3 separate regions of the Zea mays genome follow, and regions 2 and 3 are each linked to region 1. A link is a contact called in public Hi-C data. All regions are on one chromosome and are shown on one strand. Each heading gives the region's core, a stretch centred on a gene start, on an enhancer-like site or on the middle of the called end of the contact. The rest is flanking DNA. Distances are from core to core; before and after follow the strand shown. Region 1 holds the start of LOC100193718. Region 2 has its middle 25 kb from the start of LOC100279964. Region 3 holds the start of LOC109944026.

Region 1 (2,675 bases), core at 120-2,619:
AATTCGTTTAACTTTTTATGTCAAGTTTGACTAGCTCATTTTATTAATTTTTTGTGAAAAATGAAAAATTTAAAGCCATATTTCAAATATAATATATGCTAGACGATATCACAGTCAAAATTAGCAATAATTATATTTTTTTGAACAAGACGAGTCGATCAAACTCAAGGTAAAAAAGTCAAATAAATTATAAATTGGAACATAAGTATTATATAGAGATGAGCTAGACCAAAACCCATTACATAGAGACAGATACAATTATCTAACACATATATGTCCAATCTCCAACTTCTTGGGCTCTAGTTATTTATTTGATGGTTTTGGATCCCAACAATTTAGATCCAAACTCGTCTCTCCAGTGCATGTTTGTTTCAGACTATAATCTGTCTAGAATATATAATCCAGTTTATTTTAAAATAATTATAATCCCAAATAAACAGTAAATGACAAAACCCTATGGCCCCGTTTGTTTCGTTGGAATTGAATTCCATTTTAATAATTATAATTTAGACAAAACTAATTAAGTTTATATATTTATATATGTAATATATCTGTATATTATCCTAAATCATATGAGAGGGATAGTTATATACTACATTTATTTATAACGGCGCAGGTATAGGAGTGTACTATAAGTTGTACATCGAAAAAATAGTATGTAAATCTATAGAATCAATTTCAATCTCTCACCCCATGAATTTGAGATAGACTTATATGATAACTTTGGAAAGTGGTGGAATGTCATATTCTAAAAAAATAGCCTATTGCATTAGTAAGATTTAATTCCTCAAAATGAAAACAAATGGGGCCTATAGGTTTTCTCGAAGAATCGATTTTTGGATATGTCACATTTATTGTCTTTCCATGGAACAATAGTTTATTGGACTAATAAGCAATAAAGACATGTCAAAATATCATCCTTCCCTTCTCTTCTCTACAAATATTACTAGTCATATACTCATACATTGTTACGGTTTATATATATATATATGATATAGGATAAATTTTGTTTTAATAAAGCATAAAATATATGTTTTCTATTAATTAGGTGAGTAAACGTGGAGTCAACAACTAAGATTTAAACACTCACTTATACATAATTTAAACTTATTTTTTATATAAACTCTTTTATTATAGTAGTAAAGAAGAGATTATAGAAGTGTACGTTGATTCTAAAGAAACGTATAGGATTTTTTTTAAAAAAATATTAACATAGGACTATCGTTGAAACTGCAGTAAAGGCTTATAGCATTTGCGTAAAAAGATTCGTTGGGGGTTGGAAATAGAAAAACCTCCCGTCCAACCTTAGGAAATTGCTTAGAATAAGCAGGGTCACGGCAACGTGATGGCAAACTTGTAGAAACAACCAGCCAAGTTTTCTCTATCTAATCCAGAAAATATCAAAAATACCCCTCCCACCCGCAGCCCTAACAAACCGGTCCCCTTCGACCTCCTCCTCCGCCGCCGGCGTCGACCGCGACCGCCACCTCTCCTCGTACGCTACAGTAGGGGCAGGGGCGGCGATTGGTGGCTCTTCCTCCTCCTATGCTGGTATGTCTCCCAAACCCCTTGCTTGCTTGCCAAGATTCGATGCACGCGTTCCTTAATAATAATCTGTGCGAAGTCAGGGTTTGGTTCCGTTCTTAATCGAAGCCATCAGGTCCCTGCTCAGTTCGATAGTTCGTTTTGGTTCTTCGTCAGCTTGGCAGATTTCACACCGCGCCGGCGTTGCTTATTTTCCTTAAAATTTGGGGGTCTAAGTGAATTCAGCGCCTCTCCTAGGAGATTCCATGCCCGCACCCCGGCGTTGATTATTTAGTGGCGGCGCCTGTTCTTCTTAGTCTCGCACCCACTCCTAATGTGATTTGTGCAAATGGTAGGGGATTATTGAACAAAATTTCCAAACTCGACCCCTTCCTTTTTCAGTACCGGCCTTGCTTTTGGTGTTAGTTGTCATAGCAGACCCGCGATTTATAGTGAATGGCACTGCGCCCCCATGTTTTCTTCCTGACACATAGGCGAATTGGCTCATCAAGAGTTCAAGACGCAGACGTAGGCAAATTGACTCATCAAGTTAGTTCCACAGGCTTGCTTAGATTATCACGCACTGTTTGACTGCTCAAATTCATAAATTTGTTGTCAATTGTGAAAAGCCATTGTTCACCTTCTGTATCTATTGAACGTTGAGTGCGACGATGACTTAACAGCTCCAAAGTTCCAAACTTTTTTATTACGTGAGTGGTGTGACTGAACCAGGAGACCTATTTGTCATACATAATAAAGGTCTTCTTGGATTCCGTTCCATCTTTTTCTTTGGGGAGTGCTTTGTCTGTTAGTTTCCCATCTGCTAGATTTGTCTGGAATATCATGTGCAGTTCAACCTACATGCTTGCCTTCCATATGCTGCTCTTCTGATTTTACTTGCTGAGTGTATATTATTCGAGGCAGTGTAATGCATAGTGAAGCTGCATAGAAATGAATTCTCTTTGCTTTTCTAAACTGTTGTGCCTTTATACCGACTAAATCAGTGACTCGAGGAGTATGGCGGATGGGGCTATTGTGGTAGCCATTTGCCAGTACGGCGGAGAGTTCACTTCTGGCCCCAGTGGTAATCTGATATACAGAGGTGGAGAAGCACATGCCGTTGATGTTACTCATGATTCATCGCTGGAGAG
Region 2 (2,675 bases), core at 92-2,591, 460 kb before region 1:
AAGATGGAGTTGTTTATGAGTGGTAGTATATTTTAGACACATATTCTTAGCCGTGGTATTGCTTAGATCCACTTATTTAAGAGTGGTATATATTGAATTCTCTCCAAAGTCCTATTATATGATGTTATGTACATAAATGCAGAAGACACATCATAAATGCATAAATTTTTCCCATCGTTAAGTAAAGCCAAATATTTTGGTACGTGATGTAAGCCAGATAAATACAAAACAGAAAAAATAGAACAATAAAAGCAAGAAGGAAAAGAGCAAAATAAAATAAAAATGAGAAAGAATAAATTTTAAATGATACAAAAATAAAATGAAATGCACAATAAAGACAATAAAAACACTACATCGGTAGAAACATGCACCACGTCCACCTTTAACCTCGGATATCACTGTGCTCACGATGATCGGTGACAGAACAGCTCATGGGTACTATATGAATACTCAAAGATAACCATGGAACATGTCATTTATCCAATGTGAATGTTCTATAGCATTATTTGTATACTATGTGAAAGTTACAAAAAACACATCATATGTATTATATATCGAGGCACTTCTGCCACTTCCAGCTTGTCATAATTCTCTGACGGCACATAGATTGTCACAATGCGAACACATGATTGGGTAGTCAGTCATGCACATAGATTGTCGGGTAAGTTGTCTATACTTTTTGGTCATTGTATAAAATTTTTTATTAGCTTGCTTGGTTTATTTGTACTTTAGATGAAATATGTTCAAAAAATGGTCAATCGATTTAAAGAGGAGTGCAATTAGCAAGTGCTACCCGTTGATCCTTCTGTTGTGCATACACCAATGAAGGTCAAAGAGCTACATATAGTGTGATAATATACTTTCTCAAAATCTGTAATGTAATTAAGAAATTGATGTTCACCATTTTTTGTCTTGTAGGTACTAAATGTTTAATGAGTACTTAAAAGGCAACATCCTTTATGTTTAATGAGATGACTAACTGGATGGCAGGTGGGTTCAAGGCGGGTCCCGCGGGTTTTGTACCCACTGGGGCGGGACGGGTTTACATTTTCGCTTGGGGCCCTGAGAAATATCGGGTTCGGGTCATATTTTAAACTCCACCCACGGTTTTTCATGCGGGGTCGCGGGGACCCGAAATTATGTATCGTCAGCGGGACTGACATGCGGTCATGCGCTCCTCTCCAGGACAGAGGCATGGCAGCCAGGCGCTAGCAGCCTGTCGGCATGGACAGAGGCATGGGTGCCGTGCAGCCAGCAGCCTGCCAGCCTGTGCAGCAAAGGCGCAGAGCACGCAGGTGATAGGCGCACAACACGAGATGCATGTGGTGCTACAACATGCAGGTATGGCTGTGGCCTGTGGGGCTGCATGCATGGAAGTACTACGGCTGTGGGGTAGCACAAGGTACTGCTACGCTTTCCATGTGCGTACGCTAGTACGTTTATATGTGTACGTTAGTACGTACTCCGAACGTGAGACGGTGAGGTGCCACCGCAGAAGCAGCCGACTTTGGCGCCGGAGCTCCCACCGGGCTTCCGGTTCCATGCCACGGACGAGGAGTTGGTCGTCCACTACCTCAAGAAGAAGGCTGCATCCGTGCCACTCCCCGTCGCCATCGTGGTCAACCTTTACAACTTCGATGCGTGGGAGCTACCTGGTAAGTCCTTGTTCGGTTAATCCCGTTATGTGTGGATTGAACGAGATTAGAAAAAAATATAAAGAAATTTGGTTTGCTTCGGATTTAAACCCACTCAATCTCACTCAATCCACATGGATTGAGAGCTAACCGAACAAGCCCTAAGTAGTTGATCGCAGTTTGATCTATTAATAAGAACTTCTAGCCAACTAATCTTTGGGTCCACGGGTGCTCATCGAGTTTCGGGTCCCCGTTGGTTTGGGTCCGAGGGCAGATTTTCACCTGCAGCGAACCCTACATTTCGGGTTTCGGGAGCGGTTCCGCGGACGCTGCACCCGACCTGAACCCGATCCATTTGTCATCCCTACTGACTCTAGGCATGTGAGGGCTTGAAAGCAAGCATCCTCATTGTAGAGCTCTAGAGTTAGCAGTCATCGAACCACATCATAAGAGGAGTTGCTTCAGATTAAAAAAAACGATGAGGTTGCACAATGAGTAGAGGAGGCAACATAAAGAGTATGTTCAACATAGTTGGTTCTATGATCGACAACGTATCAAGTATATCCAACTATATAGCACAACAACAGACATTGTTTCAATTAAGTTTCAATGATCTCCTATTACCATTTAGCATTTAACATGACTAATAATGTTTTATCTATTCTATTCATGGACAACGTTACAATAGATAGGGATAAAACACTACTTTCCTCGTATTCCAGATGGCATAACTACCACCACCACTACAAGGGGTTCTCTGACGATGCTTGAACCTTAGATAATCACATCTTTAGATAATTTAGCTCAATTTTATAAAAAAAATAGTTTAGCTTAATTCTAGCAAAAATTGACAATTTAGCTCAGTTCTATCTAAACTTAGCTAATTTAGCAAAATTAGCCAACCTAGTTTTGTCGGGGACCATAATTAGGGGTACCCTCAAGGCTCCTAATTCTCAGCTGGTAACCCCCATCAGCATAAAGCTGCAAAGGCCTGATGGGTGTGATTAAGTCAGGGATCGGTCCATTCGAGGGACTCGATCA
Region 3 (2,675 bases), core at 70-2,569, 410 kb before region 1:
GAACTAACATACCTAATAAATTTACTTAATCCAATTATCGAACCAGTAGCAAAAATAACGAATTAGCTTACCACATCACAATTTGATTTGATGTTTGCACGAACGACAACAACCTGTAGTTGAAGTCCTTGATCGGACATCCAGCGAGCGTGACCGACGAGCTAAGGCTGATGGCGCACGCAGATGCAGGTCCGGCGTTTGTTGGGAAAGGAGCTCGACACCCGGTCCCGTGACGAGCTGCTGGTGAAAGACGAGGACCTAGGCCGAGGCGACCCGCGCGTCAACAAACGTCGAGGACGGTGACTCAAGTGCCTGCTGGCACGACCAAAGGTGAAGGGCGGGTCCGTTGAGGGAGATTGATGGAGAAACAGACATGACCGCGAATCGACGACTAGAGCGCGGCGCGATAGACTGGGACGCCGTGATGGCCAGCGAGCACAGAGGAGACAATGCTGTCAGCGCGCACAGGAGGCGAGAATGAGATCTGTGACCATGGGCGACGACGAGGTCTGCAGGGAGGGAACTCCGACACAAAGCACGGCCCGACGAATGCGCTGAACAGCTGGAGAACGACGACAGACCAAGCAAAGGAGTGCAGATGCAATCACGAAATCAGGCCAAGAGGCGACCACCAAATAGCAGCATCGACGAGGTTGTCCGACCATGGGGAGAAGAGTGAAGGTCGACCAATTCAAACACAGGGACGCGGCGAGCCACAGCAGGGAGCCGGGACGAGACCGCAGCCGAGCGAGCTCCAGCCGGCATGGGCGCGACGGCCACCATGGCAAGCGCAGGGGCGAACTGGACTGAACCCGAGCAAGAGGAAAGAGGAGGAACGGCTGGGCGAGGCCGCGGCACAGGAAAACGGCGACGACAAAGGAAAAAGAGACTCGGCCGTGGAAGAAACAGAGCAGGGGCTGGGTGAGCACGAAGCCGGCCATGGGAAGTCGAGGGGAAGGAGCTCGGACTGGAGAAGCAAGGGGAGCAAGCAGCGGGTGCGGCATCCATGGAAGCAGGGGCGCGCGCCATGGCTGGAGCAGGAGCACGCCGGCGAGGAGAAGACGCGAGAGGGAGGGAGAAGCAGGGAGGGAGCGCCGTGGGGAAGAGCCGCTCGGCTGGGGAGGTGTAGCAGCCATGGAGCTTGGGGAAAGGGAACCGGCGAGCAGCGGAGAGGAACAAGCGGCCGATCTATCAAACGCCTGGGAGGGAGAAGATCCAGGCGCGCTCGGCCATGGGAAGAAGACAGAGGGAGCGCCGTGCGTTGGAGAGGAGGAAGAAGCCTGCGCGTGGGAGAATATCAAGCGCGCGGCGAGGGATAAGGCTGACGGCTGAAAAATCAGGGAAGGGAGAGAGAGAGAGCGGCTGGGAAATAGGATAGGATCCGTTGATTTTTTAAATTATTTTCTTTTCTTTTGTTTACCGAAAATCACAGATATTTTTGAATCCAGATTTTTAGTGATGTATAGTGGGTCGATACGCAATACGGATACATGTTTCCTTCTTCGAATTTAGCGAAGACTCTGGCATATGAATTTTTACCAGTTACCTATATCCAAAGATTTGGATCAGAACAAGAAACGACAGACCAAAATAAACTTATTTCGGCACTTGTAATTTGTTCCGAAAACTTCCTTCGTCGAGTTCCAATTTGTTCGGGGTAAAATAATCCGAGTGCGTCGGGCTTCCAAATTCGTATTCGCGCGAGCGATGAATTTTAAGTAATCACCGGACGCACCGATTTTCGGAACAACTATGTTCCGAACATCACGATAAGCACCTCCGCTCCACCACTAGTAGTATCTCAACACCACATGACACAGATTCTACTCAAGACTCTACCCATCCATATATCGCTATTCTGACCACTATACTAAATATTTGTTGGTATACTTGCTTGTTTGTATATTTGCTTGTTCATGTTGCATAGTTATCGGAGCGTTCGTGCTGTCTCGTGGAGGCCAGATCTGCAAGTCTACGCCAGGCAGTGGAGCTAGAAGCCAGTTCCACGAGCTCCCCTTCCCCCTTCGACGGATAAGCACAGCAAGCTCACTGGATCCCTTTGATGCATAAATTACCTATGTTTTACAACCACAACGCTCAGCCTGTTATTTTATGCATGATATGATTTTGAGACAAGTTATTATGGTCACCCAACCGCTTGCCGCAATCAATCCTTGATATATTTGTTACAAATGATTTGAGAAAAGGTGTGAGTTTTCAAAAGAAAATATTTTTCAAAATGTGTATGATGAAGGGTTTTCACCCTCATCACCTTTGAGTAGGGATGATCAGGGACTCTCTGGTTTAGGGGAGGGCCTAAGGTGATGGCTCAGCTGGTTTAGGCGTGAGTAGAAGGATTGTCCCCTCATATAAGAACCGGTTTGTCATCCTTCACTACCTGTACTCATGACAAGTACAGCCACTCGAGACTGTATGGGCAGTCACTCAATCTGAACTCGTACGGTTCAAACCTCAGGGTTATGAAGGCTGGGAGCACCGAGAGGATAAGGAGGGGGAATGTTTTGTTCGGTTTGGACATGGCGGTGGCCTGACTCCTTCCGGTATAACCGCTAAGGTAAGGACGTGCGAGGAAAGAAAGAGATTTTGTTTCGGGTCTCACTAGCTATGAGATCGCAGAGCCGGACTAGTGGGTAAAGTGTACACCTCTGCGCAGA

What was found. Hi-C and Micro-C count contacts between places; a contact is called where the count stands out from the background.
Region 2: a contact with region 1 is called in a Hi-C map of ear, with 1.7 times the contacts expected there. The contact joins the enhancer-like site here to the promoter of LOC100193718 in region 1. A contact is called at or near these places in 2 of 25 Hi-C or Micro-C datasets (ear and tassel).
Region 3: a contact with region 1 is called in a Hi-C map of ear, with 2.7 times the contacts expected there. The contact joins the promoter of LOC109944026 here to the promoter of LOC100193718 in region 1. A contact is called at or near these places in 2 of 25 Hi-C or Micro-C datasets (ear and tassel).

The regions. Positions count from the first base shown.
Region 1 is chr2:137,795,007-137,797,681 of Zm-B73-REFERENCE-NAM-5.0, forward strand. LOC100193718 reads left to right here and starts at 1,370. Exons shown (of 7, transcript NM_001309887.1): 1 at 1,370-1,551; 2 at 2,529-2,675. The coding sequence starts at 2,542.
Region 2 is chr2:137,340,015-137,342,689 of Zm-B73-REFERENCE-NAM-5.0, forward strand. No RefSeq gene overlaps it. Among protein-coding and RNA genes, the nearest start is that of LOC100279964, 25 kb to the right of the region's middle. Within about 2 kb of position 1,342, at least 15 of the 20 cell types and tissues checked have an H3K27ac peak or open chromatin away from gene starts, as enhancers often do. A contact at or near this core is called in ear and tassel, where this site is marked.
Region 3 is chr2:137,384,699-137,387,373 of Zm-B73-REFERENCE-NAM-5.0, forward strand. It overlaps LOC109944026, which reads right to left and starts at 1,320. Exons shown (of 2, transcript XM_035965343.1): 1 at 72-1,320. The coding sequence starts at 1,233. The coding sequence ends at 613.